Regions from separate parts of the Mus musculus genome. Here region 1 is linked to region 2. Evidence: chromatin contacts called from public HiCAR-type data. All regions are on one chromosome and are shown on one strand. Each heading gives the region's core, a stretch centred on a gene start, on an enhancer-like site or on the middle of the called end of the contact. The rest is flanking DNA. Distances are from core to core; before and after follow the strand shown. Region 1 overlaps Cmss1 (cms small ribosomal subunit 1). Region 2 overlaps Tbc1d23 (TBC1 domain family, member 23).

Evidence for each region. HiCAR-type assays count read pairs that join an accessible place to other places.
Region 1: a contact with region 2 is called in a HiCAR-type map of embryonic stem cells, with 2.2 times the contacts expected there. The contact joins two enhancer-like sites. A contact is called at or near these places in 2 of 484 Hi-C or Micro-C datasets (CD8 T cells and embryonic stem cells), 4 of 115 datasets of contacts at active chromatin or transcription factors (bone marrow-derived macrophages, effector CD8 T cells, embryonic stem cells and 1 more) and 4 of 9 other capture datasets (adipose tissue, liver, macrophages and 1 more).

The regions. Positions count from the first base shown.
Region 1 is chr16:57,538,361-57,545,271 of GRCm38.p6, forward strand. The region is part of intron 1 of Cmss1 (cms small ribosomal subunit 1); the gene reads right to left. All of the region lies in intron 4 of Filip1l (filamin A interacting protein 1-like), which reads left to right. Among named protein-coding and RNA genes, the nearest start is that of Cmss1, 65 kb to the right of the region's middle. Within about 2 kb of position 5,216, at least 12 of the 459 cell types and tissues checked have an H3K27ac peak or open chromatin away from gene starts, as enhancers often do. A contact at or near this core is called in embryonic stem cells, where this site is marked.
Region 2 is chr16:57,172,813-57,179,490 of GRCm38.p6, forward strand. It overlaps Tbc1d23 (TBC1 domain family, member 23), which reads right to left. Exons shown (of 19, transcript NM_001358433.1): 16 at 5,120-5,208; 17 at 212-347. Gm16892 (a long non-coding RNA gene) reads left to right here. Exons shown (of 2, transcript XR_003951893.1): 2 at 1-3,376. Among named protein-coding and RNA genes, the nearest start is that of Gm16892, 8.8 kb to the left of the region's middle. Within about 2 kb of position 3,184, at least 40 of the 459 cell types and tissues checked have an H3K27ac peak or open chromatin away from gene starts, as enhancers often do. A contact at or near this core is called in embryonic stem cells, where this site is marked.

The DNA of each region.
Region 1 (6,911 bases), core at 3,966-6,465, 370 kb after region 2:
TTTCTTCCATGAGCAAAAGAAAGCTGGGGGTGAGGGGAGCCTAACCTTTAAGAACATGAGATGGTAATAATAATCAAAAGGAATAAAGGGATGTAGGAATCATAACTGGCAAGGAAGGAGTGGCTGACCAGGCTACAAGATTAATAGGGTCAGGATGCTTTTGCCGGGATCTGACACCAGAATGAGCACACACCCGCATCCACACACCAGCTATCCCACCCCGTGGAACACACTGCCACTTTCCTTTGCATTTTTCCGATACAGAACTTCTTCCTCCCTATGGAAAAGACATCAAATGGTTCCCACGCTGTGAGTAATTGAATTAGGTTGGATCCGATCTATTTGTCTTTATGTTCCCACCTTTCCAGCCAACATCTGCTTGTAAATGTCTTAAATCAGGGATCTGTGTTACTTTCTACCAGAGAGTGAATAGCAGGCTAGGTTCTGACAGAGCAGTAGACGAAAGGTGTAGTAAACATGGAAGGAACTGAATTGGCTAATGCCTGGGACATGCTGGCTCTGGGAGAACTGGCTTTTCTCTACCTAAAATTGGTCCCTACAGCATGCACTTAAAAAAGAATGCCTAGTCAGCCAGCTTCAAGGGGAAATCTGTACAACAATTAATAGAAGCATCTGTTAACTTAGCAAAGAAGGGAGTAAGGCCGCTTCTACCTTTGAATTGGCTTGTGTGAGCAGTAAGATTTAATTTGATTTTTAAATGTATATATTTTATAAACAGAAATCATCCTCATTCAGCACAGAACTCTATTCAATATGAAAATCACTAACTATAGGCAAGAAGTGGCTGTGGAGACTGAAACAACTGGAGAGTCTTTTATGATGGCAGTGAATTCTGCATAAGTACAATGAAACAATTAGCTATCTGCTTCCATCAGACAACTTAATTCTTAGGGATCTACTATAATAGAAAAATTCATAAAAATCTTCATATTTTAAAGAGCCAAAATCTACTTAGTCTCAGATCTGAGAAAAAGACTTAAAATTCTATAGAAAGTGAACAATATTCTTTAGTTTATAGTTAAAAGTCCATGCTAAACGTACCACTAGAGATACTAGATACATCCACTGACTACAAAGGGGAGTGTCTGAACAGTCTCAGGTCCCCTCCAGGACACACCAGGGAACAGACGTAGACTGTCCTGGGCTCTTCACCCAAGGAAGGCACTGCTACCCTTCAAGGTCAGTCATATGTTTTTATCATCTCTAATTTAGCTCTTTGTGGTCAGCCCCACCAGGTTCTCTATATTCCGTACAAAGAAAGTGACAGAGCAATGTAACACTTAGAACTTACACAAAAGAGAATTTAGAATGACTTTAGGCCCACAGAACTCACACAAACGTGGGCATGTATCCAGTCAGGCTGCAGATAAATAGTAATTCACCTGCAGGTCAATTCTCCTGTCTTCTGGCAATTCTAGATAACGTGAGATGATAAAGGTAGTAGCTTCCAGACTCCTAAGAAGATAACAAAAAAAGTGGGGCACTTCTTTTATTGGATAAGATGTTTGGAATTACAGAGATAATTTTCCCAACAGTGAGACATTAAGACAATCAAGGGGGCAGGCCTGAGCCACAAGGACAAGAGGACCAGGAACATCTTGCCAAACCTGGAGCCTGGGACCACTTCTTTCTCTCTCCCAGGTGTGAGTGTGTGTGTGTGTGTGTGTTGGTGTGTGTGTTGTGTGTGTGTGTGTGTTATGTGTGTTGTGTGTGTTGGTGTGTGTGTTGTGTGTGTGTGTGTGTGTGTGTGGTGGGGTGTGTTAGATTGTGATACATTCACCATTGTTTGATCTACTAGGAGTCTGCTTAATCTGGTAACTGCGGCTCGAGGCATACTTGCCGCTGCCATTTGTTTGGACATTTACGCTCTGCACCACTTGAAGAATCTGGTGAACCATTTTCAGGATAGTAGTCAGTAGAGGGAAATAGGTTCAAGTAGCCAAAGCCTAGAACTCTCCAGAGATAGGAAGCCATCTTGCATTAAATACTACTTTAAACAAAATCAGACACTTGTCTAGTAATCTAGGGCTCTGTGAAAGCTGCCCAACTCAAACTGTCTTCCTCCAAGAAGCATCAGTTATGTGAGAAGTTTCCCCAGAAGTAGTCAGAACAAGTCCTAACCACCTACCCATGATGGTTCACTGCAAAGTCCAGGAGAAACTTCCTGGCCTCTCATAACTCATCTTCCTATGTTAAAGACTAAACCACAGAAGTTGTTCTGTTCAATAGCTATATGATTTGGCAGCGAGAAAAAAAAAAGCCCACTGATTGTCTATTACTAATCTGAATAGTGAATGAAAACACTGAGGCGCAAACCCAGGAGACTGCAGCCTAATGTGCACTTCCTTACGGCCATATAAAAGGCCCATGCATGCTAACCTTTTGGATGTTTCTTACATAGTTTTCAGACCGCATTTTCAGTATTGGATTATATGAATCTAATATCCATTGCTGACTGGGAGATAGACTAGCTATACCCAAACACACACCTTAAAATATTTAAAATATATTAATGTGATGGCAAACTACTAAGGGTGACCAAAGAGTGACAGGACAACCCTAGCAAGGCAAATAAAACACCAAATGTGGCTTTTTCTTTAAGAGTAGTTTTTAAACTATAGGAACTTAAATTTTGACTTCATGGTGTGACAGTGACACAGGCCAAGTTTGATAAATCCCACAGTCCCCCTAATCCAACGTGAGGCTGGGGTTGCAAAGAGCTCAACTGTCCAGATCATGTTAATTTAGAAGCCAAACCACCTGCAGTAAACTGCAAGGAAAACGGCTTTCCTTGCAACCTGGAACTTGGAGGGGTAAGTATTGACCTCAGTGACGCAGGTATGAACGATGTCACCCACATCGTTCTGCAGCCAGATTCATATTTATTTGGGTGGTGCAAAATTAAAACCAGTAAATAGACAAAACAAAAATGAACCAAACAACAATAGCATGTGTTGAAGTCTTTACAGAGCTTTGGGACTGAAATTATCTCCTGGTACAAACAAGTGGAACTCTTCACTAGGAAACAATTCTTGCAACACAAAGTTCAAATAAGCCATAAATGTAAAGTTCTCCAAATAGAAGCTCATGTAAAAATCAGAAACATACACCTGAAAATGGTACAATGATTGAAACCCAAGGAAATAGAAGGAGATCTACAAAGTCCTCAGAGACAAACCAGCAAGTAACACATGAACCACGCACGATTCAGCAAGCGGGTTGATAGCACATGCCTAGACAAGAGCCTTCCAAAAGTTGCTATACTAGGGGTGAAAAAGAGAAACCTTTGGGAATTAAGTACATTAACTGTCAATAAAGCAATGGGCTTAGCAAACAGGACAAATCTGAAATGCTTGCAGTCCACAGACGTACCACGCAGAGCATGCGCAATCTCCTGTGAAGAGCCAAACAGTGCAGCCTGAAAAGCCGAGCAGACACAAAAGCAGAAAGAGCAGTAACGGCGTGTGAAGAGGGAAAAAGAAAGCTTAACATGTGCCTAGTCTAAGTAAGTCCTAAGCGGAAAGGAGTAAGCATGGTTCGTTCAGAAGCCATGTTTGAAAAGTTAATACTGGCTGAGGATTTTCTGGAACTAAAGATACCAATCTATAGATTCAGTGAAATTTCAATGAAAACTAGGACAAGCGAAATGAATGGGTGCTATAGCCCACCACACAAACTAGAAAAATAAAAATACAGGATAGATCATAAAAGCAACAACAACAAAGTAAAGGAATGACAAGTAGATCGATGACTGTTCAACAGATAACATGGCAAGCCAGAGTGGCCGATATTCTCCATGAGCTAAGAGAAAACCAGTGTCATGCAAAAAGCCTACACACAGAGAAGCCTTAACCCCAGAGGTAAGAGAAGATCAAGTAAATAAAAAAGAGTGCATAAAGAACAGACTTCCACCTTTAAAGACTTCAGAAGAATGCATTTGTGTTGACAGAAATTGATCCCAGATGAAAAGCTGGATGATAGACAAGCGACTATAAATACACTGGAGCATCTATGCCACTGTCCAATAAACCGCCCTGTGGGACTAAGAACTAGAGTATGTGACCAAACTGGGACTGTGTCATCATTGCTACAAAATTTGGAAGAGGATTAAAACACTGGGGACCTGAGACACTAGGATTTAAGATGTGAAGAAGAGTTTTTACAGGGTAAATAATCTCCAACAGAACAGGGATACAGATGTGTAACTTCCAAAACAGATAAGGAGGAAAAATCAATAAACATGAAGATCGGAAGAAGCCAAGAAATAAGACACAAAGCAGAATAAATATTAAGAAGAGAGAAGGCAGGGGCTGAAGAAACAGCTCTGTTCTTTACAGGGCTAGCCCACCAGGCATCTTGGTGGCACACAAGGTAGGCAGGTATCTGTAAGTCGAAGGCCTACTTGGTCTAAGTTCCGGGCCACCCAGGGAAATACAATGAGACCTCCTTGTCTCAAAAAAGAGCTAAACAAACAAACAGCTCTGGCTGTTCTTGCAGAGGGCTGAGTTTAGTTCCCAGCATCCACAAGCAGTTCATAACTGCCTATAACTCCAGCTCCAGATCTGGTACCCTTTTCGGGCTCCTAGGGCACCCACATACATTTGGCAAATGTACAAATGAGTATGTGCATTTGCACAAAGGCATACATACAGGCACACACACAAATAAAAAAAGTAGTCTAAATGAGATTTGCTAGGACATAATGTAGTAAAGAGTCAGAAAATGGGATAAACTGAGCAACTACCAACCAAAGGAAAATTATGTAGGTACCTACATTGACAGAAGACAAAAGAAGTGTAAAGAAGAAACCATCTATAAAGGAGCAGGGGATGTGGGGGTTTTAAAACCTTTAAGCCCACTCTCAGTAAGATACTTCCTCCAATAAGGCCACTCCTCCTAATCCTTTTCAAATAGTGCCACTCCCTGATGACTAAGCATTCAAATATATGCGCCTACTCAGATCATTCTTATTCAAACCACTAGAGAACTCTTGACTAAGAAATAAAGGTCCTGGAACCCTTGTCAGGAGAGGACAGAGAGTTCCTGAGTGATCCTTTCCTAACTGCAAATGTCCCACTAAGGCGGAAGCCATTGATGCTACCATGAAGATAAACAGGAAGTACAGAGACTTGCAAAGACAGCACAGACAGCTCCCTGGAATGTTCCTGCTTATCAGTAGGCAGACAGCCTCCAGACAGACAGCATGGCTGCTCACCTGCTGCATCCTTTGCTTGCTCCGACTTGTTTTGCACTAGGGTGCTCCTACTGAACCCAAACTGGCCTGGGCCTCTCCATGTCTCTCCTACTACCTCTCTAGTGCTGAGATTTCAAAAGTACAGCGCTGCTTCCCAGACATCAATACTATATAGAATCATTGAATTTTGTTTCTAAATATGCTGACTTGGGGCTGGAGGCATCCCTTATCAGTACTTGATCTTGCAGAGGGTCAGAGTTCAATTCCCAGCATCCATGTGGTGTTTCACAATCATTTCTAAGTCCAGCTTCGGGGGATGATGCCCTCTTCTGACTTTCATAGGCACCAAGCATGCACATAGCACACACACACACACATACAGGCAAACTTTTATCACATAAAATGAGTAAATCTAATATATTTAGATACTTAATATATTTAGAATGAAGTTAAAATGCATCATTTAGGGCCAGAGAGCTCCCTGCCTGACTCTGCCCCTTAAGTGCTGGGATTAAAGGTGTGTGCCTCTGCCGCTGCCGCCACCACCACCACCATGAACACCACCACCCTGCAACATAATATATTTTAAAATATATCCTTCATGCATAGAATAGGTTGAGCAGATGGCAGAAAAACTAATGAGATTCAAATGATGCTGGTGTTTTCTGACTCTTACACAAAGTAACCTCTTTTAGAACTTAATTGTTAAGTACAAACTGTGTACAAGAAAGGGGCTATTCTTTCTCTACAAATATCTTTCCTTGATAACAAGTTCTATATCTCCATGAAAAGCTCTGTCAACTAGTTTCTTTAAAAACACATTCTTTAAGACACAGAGTGTAATCTGTTTGACAAGATCCCTTTAGAAGAATGGACTAGATAAAACACCGAGGACAGCTGTACTGGCAAAAGACAAGAAGACTAATAGGTCTTTTCCGTCTCTAATTTCTGTGATTCGAGGGCTTTTTACTCCTACAGTAATACTTGTGAGTCCAACAATTTCTCAAAACTATTATTAGTTGCCAAGGAAACGAAATGTTTGTCAGGATAAATAAGCAAATGGGTTGGCCCTAAATCGCAGGCTTTTCCTGTTCCCATGCAATGGCGGCATCGTGTTTATGCCTCTTCCTTCTCCCCAGGCCACTCTGCTCACCTACTTGGCATGCTTGCCTGCTCATAGGAATACCGCATCTATCTCACAGCATTACAAGGGGGAAAGGGACAGATCTCTGTGCCACACAAAATACTTACTTCATACAGTGAAGAATGAAGCCTTGTCATGGTAAGGGATAGCAGGATGCAGCTGCTTTTGTGACCAACACAATTAAAATGTATAAACTTACACACGCATACATACAAACAGAATGAAAACACTGGATTTTTTTAACAACTCGAAGTGTTCATCTGGCAGAATTATGTGCCGGATTACTTTTTTGTCTTTTCATATTACGAAGATCCCTGTTAATCCCAGAATGAAGGTAAACATGAACTACTTAGTTAGCAAAGAGCCTACCCCTCACTCGCAAAGCCCTCTCCTCCCACAGCCTCACTGCTGCGCCCCCCTCCCCCGCCCCCGCACGCACTCAGGGTCATCAGCTCTCAAGGGTATAGGTTGCTGTTCCAGATAACCATAATCAAAGGGTGCCAGGCAGTGTTGGAACACACCTTTAATCCCATCACCCTGGAAGCAGAGACA
Region 2 (6,678 bases), core at 1,934-4,433:
AGGGGCATCAGAGTGTTCAATGTACTATTCACTGTCCTGTCTCAGAATTTCCAAAATACAAAGTGCCTAAGACCTTTAAAAACAGACACTTAACAGGAGTTGACAGTGGGAAATGAGGTCTTTTGCACTTGAATAAAAAGTCCCTTGCACTTTATGTCTATATTGACTTTGCCCAGTGCGAGTTTACTTGTAAAAACATGTTCAAAAGTACCTAGGAAACATATGTCCACTTTCTTTAACTTCTTTACAGGGAAAGTGATGCTTGATGTCCGGCTTGTTGATCCAGGTCTGGATGTTGACAACCTCTTTCCTATCATCATCTGACATGGACGAGCTGTCGATTTCATCTGGGAGGGAAGAGAAGGGTTAAGGCCATCAGCACCTTCTTAGCATGTGACACTTCTTAGCATGTGACACTTCTTAGCATGTGGACACTTCTTAGCATGTGAACACTTCTTAGCATGTGAACACTTCTTAGCATGTGGACACTTCTTAGCATGTGAACACTTCTTACCATGTGAACACTTCTTAGCATGTGGACACTTCTTAGCATGTGAACACTTCTTAGCATGTGGACACTTCTTAGCATGTGAACACTTCTTAGCATGTGGACACTTCTTAGCATGTGAACACTTCTTAGCATGTGGACACTTCTTAGCATGTGAACACTTCTTAGCATGTGAACACTTCTTAGCATGTGGACACTTCTTAGCATGTGAACACTTCTTAGCATGTGGACACTTCTTAGCATGTGGACACTTCTTAGCATGTGGACACTTCTTAGCATGTGAACACTTCTTAGCATGTGGACACTTCTTAGCATGTGGACACTTCTTAGCATGTGGACACTTCTTAGCATATGGACACTTCTTAGCATGTGACACTTCTTAGCATGTGGACACGTCTTAGCATGTGGACACTTCTTAGCATGTGGACACACTGCTTAGCAACCACAAACTATTGGTTGTGTTCTTAAAGTAGGGCATGACAGTGAGAAACAAAAGGAAGCACTTCAAATCCTGCTGGTTCTGTTACAGAGACACGGGAAACAACCCTTACAGTAAGCAAGTCCACTCAAACTCCTGGGAGTACATGTTGCACTTTTGAGAAAAGATGTCACAACTGTGGCCTGGCATGTCAGTGAGAAGCACCTTTCTCGAGGCAGGGAAGGCAGTGTTCCCCTTTGCCAGTTTCTGACTTAATAAACAGCACAGGGGAAACTTCCTGAAGGGAACACCAATAGCTTATGCTCTAAGAACAACAATCGACAAATGGGACTCAGAAAACTGCAAAGCAGCTGTAAGGCAAAGGGCACTGTCAATAGGACAAAATGGCAACTAACAGATCGGGAAAAGATCTTTACCAATCCTACATCCGATAGAGGGCTAATATCCAATATATACAAAGAACTCAAGAAGTTAGACTCCAGAGAATCAAATAACCCTATTAAAAGAAATGGGACACAGAGCTAAACAAAGAATTCTCAACCGAGGAAAGTCTAATGGCCAAGAAGCACCTAAAGAAATGTTCAACATCCTTTGATGTTTTGGTAAATCTCCAACCCAAATATGCCCCAGCAATGAAAACACAACTCAATTAATATAAATACATGCTGTGCGCTTAGATTGGGCAAATCTACCGCCACACTACCATCTTCTCCATCTCCTTATAACTTGCAGTTTCTTCAGGCCATGTACTTCTGCTCTGCTTTTCTTCTTCCTCCTCTTCAGCATCCTCTCCCTCTTCCATTTTCTCCTTCTCACTCCCCACCTCCACTCCACCATCCCTTTATCTGCCCAATCTCCTTTATTTTACAAATTAAGGTGGAAAGCAGGTTTACAGGAAGTCACCTGAGTGCTGACTCATTTCTTGTTTGGAGCCCCTCACAGGGATGGAATTAACATCAAATATAATTAGGCCCAAGGCTCTCCACAACACTTAGTCATCAGAGAAATGCAAATCAAAACAACCCTGAGATTCCACCTCACACCAGTCAGAATGGCTAAGATCAAAAACTCAGGTGACAGCAGATGCTGGCAAGGATGTGGAGAAAGAGGAACACTCCTCCATTGTTGGTGGGATTGCAGGCTTGTACAACCACTCTGGAAATCAGTCTGGCGGTTCCACAGAAAATTGGACATAGTACTACCGGAGGATCCAGCAATACCTCTTCTGGACATATACCCAGAAGATGTTCCAACATGTAATAAGGACTCATGCTCCCCTATGTTCATAGCAGCCTTATTCATAATTTCCAGAGGCTGGAAAGAACCCAGATGTCCCTCAACAGAGGAATGGATACAGAAAATGTGGTACATTTACACAATGGAGTACTACTCAGCTGTTAAAAACAATGAATTTATGAAATAAATAAATATATATTTTAGGTAGAAAATATATATATATTTATTTATTTATTTTAGGGTAGGTGAGTGGGGGAGCACCCCATGCAGGGGGAAGAGGGATGGGATGGGAGTTTCCAAAGGGGAAACTGGGAAAGGGGATAACATTTGAAATGTAAATGAAGAAAATATTCAATAAAAGAAAAAAAGAGAAAAAAAGAAAAGAAAAGAACACTACGTCCTGCATTACATCAGGAAAATGTTCTTCAATTAAAATAAACATTCTAATTTTGTTTTCCTAAATTAAGAAAATGGAATTGTAATGCCTCAGGTTAATAATTACAAATGTTCCTCCCTTTGTTTCTGTGTGTATGGTCCTGTGAGTGCACGTGTGCACATGTACATGTGTGTGTACATATGTGTGCACTTGTGTGCGCATGTGCCTGTGGAGACCAGAGGATAACCTCTATGTGTGTCCTGAACTCAAGTGAGCATGCTGGGCAGCAAGCAAACTGACCTGCTGAGCCATCTGGCCTCCCCACCCCCACCCCAGCCCTTCCCCGCCCCCTCTACCCCACCACTTTTCCTTTTGAGGCAGTGTTTGTCACTGCCCTGGAGCTCACTAGGCAGACTAGGCTGGCTGGCTGTAGATTAACTCCAGGGATCCACTTGTCTCTGCATCCTGGATGCTGGGATTACCAGCCTAGGCCACTCTGCTAACTAGTTTTATGACAACTAATTCTGAAAGAGAAACTTCAGTTGAGAAAATGCCCCGTGAGGCTGGCCTGAGCAAGCCTGTGGTGAGTTTAATCACTGATGACTGATGATTCTTGTAGCTGGTGCCTCCCCTGGGCTGGTAGTTCTCAGTGCTATAAGAAAGCAGGCTGAGCAAGCCATAAAGAGCAAGGCAGTAAATAGCACCCCTCCATGGCTTCTGCTTCAGTTCCTGCCTCCAGCTTCTGGCTCTGAGTTTCTGCCCTCGGAGATGAAATGACCTGAGAACTGTAGGATAAAATAAACCCATTCTTCCCCAAGTTGTTTTGTCAGAGTGTTTTATCCCAGAATTGAAAACCTAAGTTTGACAGTCACCAGAGTTAAGTGGTTTTGTTTCTTTGGTGATACAAGGTTTCTCTGAGTAGCTTAGGTGTCCTGGAATTCACTCTGTGGATCAGCCTGGCCTTGAACACAGGGATCCCCTGCCTCTGCCTGGGAAGTGCTGGGAGATCAGTGAGCTCATCTTCAGAAGGCAGGAGCACTTGGCATCCACCTGAGGGAGGGAGGCATCACGAGTACACTACAGACTTCTGTGGCTGCCTCCATCTCCCCACACTCTGCATGCACGCTGACACACACAATTCTAGCTTCCTCCTTTTGCTACCGCCTACTTTCCATACTATACGTAGGCGTGTTTGCAGCGAAGTGTTAACAGACCACAGTGGACTCATTCACAATCCACCATCCTCTCCCTCTTGCTCATGAAGGACGTTAAAATAATCAGAAGGACAAAGAGATACATAGCAACAGGAAGATGGTGACAGAGATGAAAAAGGAAAAAGAACAGCTAGAAATACCATATTTACTTCACTGCAAATTTTCTAGCAGTCACATTTGTAATATGACTGAAGCATCAAATATGCTTCTCTTGAGCAATCTTACTGCTAAGAGCTAACTCTCTGGATATACTTTCAAAGTCCATCCTGATATATGTACAAAAATGGAGCCACTCTAAACAGACAAAAAAATCACAAGACTACCAAAGTTGACTCCTACGACTAGGCAAATAGGTGATTATCCACAACAGAAAGAGAATAAACTGGGCTGGAGAGATGGCTAGGTAGTTAAGAGTACTGGCTGCTCTTCCAGAGGCCCTGGGTTCAGTTCCCAGCACCCACGTGGCCTGTAACTCCTGTCCCAGGGGATCTGATGCCTTTGCACAGACAGACATTGAGGCAGAACGCCAATGCACATGAAATAAAAATAAATACATCACTTTTTAAAAAAGAGAATAATCAGATATATGGGATATTGCTGAGTGGAAAGGACAATGACATTTACAGTTACAGTCTTCTCATATTTTTACTAACTTTTTTTTTTTTACTATATTTTTAACTATTTTTACCAACATAACTTTTTCTAACTCAATATACATATAAACTATGGTTACTTACATTATTTAGGCTGTGGAATTATAAGTAAAAATTATACATTGACTTTGATTTTTTTTAACATGACAATCCTAGATAAACTAAATCTCCTAGGTACTAGAGTGCCATCTAGTGGCCTTTTAGGGCCTTGGCACCTTCCTTCAGACCCACAACTCTCAGGCAGCAGGTGAGTGTTCAAAGGCTTAAATACAGCTTCCACCAACAGCTTGCTCCTCAGCTGATGACAGGTAGTTGAGGCCTATGCAAAATGTCTGCGTAGCTTTCTAGTGAGCACCATTCAAGAATTCTAAAGCGAAAGCATTACTAAAAGGCCTTCTGATAGTCAAAGGACTCTTTCTTTCACAGAGTTCCTTGAAACCACTGGAAAACACAGATATTTACATTACAATTCATAACTAGCAAAATTACAGTTATGAAGTAGCAAGAATAATTTTTATGGTTGGGGATTAGTACATGAGCACCTAACTGTCAAAGCATTAGGAAGCGTGAGAACCGCTGCCATAGACACTTCCTGCTAGGGAAGTCCTCCTGATAAGCCTTGGTTTGCAAGTCCCAGGACGACGAGCCCTCAGGGCAGAACAGAGAGTGTGGGTACGTGTATTACTACTCAACCTGTGTCATATTCCTCTTCATCGCCGATGCTGAACACAGGCTTCACTCCACGGTAAGGCTTGCCCACTCTGTCGCTGCTGCTCACGTGCCTGCATCAAAACAAGTGTAGGAAGGAGACACCACTAAGAAGTAACCAGAGATTTTTAACTCAGCCTCGTCTGAATGTTCGAACACAATGTAAATGTTCTTCGCCCTTCACAGAGCACCCACAGCTTTAGGACAACTATACTGAGAAAACTGCAAGAAGATAAATGATGTAAGCTAAGAGCCATGGGCCATTCTATCCAGCCATGTGCCATTCTATTCTATCCAGCCATGGGCCACTCTATCCAGCCAAGGTAAAGCAGTTCAATGCTCCCATTTAGGTTAGAAGGTTAGGCGCTTCTGGGCCTGGGGAACTTACCCCTCTGCAGTTTCCTCATCGGAAACATAGTAATTACAAGAGACTTCGCCCTTCAGGATAACTGTGAAAACGCAGCTATCCTCTCCCCTTTACAGAGCCTCAGAACACCACGTAGCGAACATGCAATACGAGCTTACTACAACAGAACAAACATCGCAAGAACAGGAGGGCCCACAGCTCCTCTGGTAGCTGCAAGTTCCTCAGAGCTTCTCCTCCACTTTTATTCCTGCTGCTTCTGTTTTAATCCATGCCAAGATTATACTTCTTTTACATAAATTAAAATGTTTCAGTAAAATATTGCATAGTTCTGGGGGGAAAACTGTTTCCTTTGTAGGATAACTACCCACTACAAAGAAGGCGAGACTTGTTCTTTCTTCACCTAACACAAAACCATTCAGATTCTTCCATTTTCTCAAGACTCTTCATCTTGAAAGAAAAATCAAGATGATTTCAAGATGATGTGGGTTGGAGAGGTGGTTCAGTGGTTAAGAGCACTGGCTGCTCTTCCAGAGGTCCTGAGTTCAATTCCCAGCAACCACATGGTGGCTCACAACCATCTGCAGAGGGATCTGATGCCCTCTTCTGGCATGCAGGTGTGCATGCAGAGCACTCCTACATTTAAAAAAATTCATAAAATTTTTTAAATTCTTCATTTAAGTAGACTTAAATGTTTACCTTTAAATCAAGCCTCCTTAAAGCAAGCAAGCAGGCAAACACTAAATGAGTTTAGTATGACAGACCCTCTTAGAATTATAAGTTAGGTTAACCTGTACTTAGAATTTTGTTGAATAAAACATTTGTAATGCAAAATCATCCTGTAAGCTACCAAACCGTGATCATTAGGAAGTGTCAGAGTTTAGATCTGAAATGTCCCCAAAGAAGCCTACAGTGAAGTTTATTCCTGGTGTAGTGCTGTTTGGAATGTGGGAGAAAGTTCAAGAGGCAAGGCTTAATGGAAGGCCTTCAAACATTGGGGTATGTTCTCTATGTCTCTGTCTCTCTGTCTGTGTATGCGTGTATTTTGTGAATATGCACATGTGCATACCATATTCACCTACATGTGCATGCGTGCAGAGGCCAGGGGACAATCTTGGCTATTCTTCTCAAGTACCAACCACCTTGCTTTATGATATAAAGGTCTCTCACAAGACTGGGG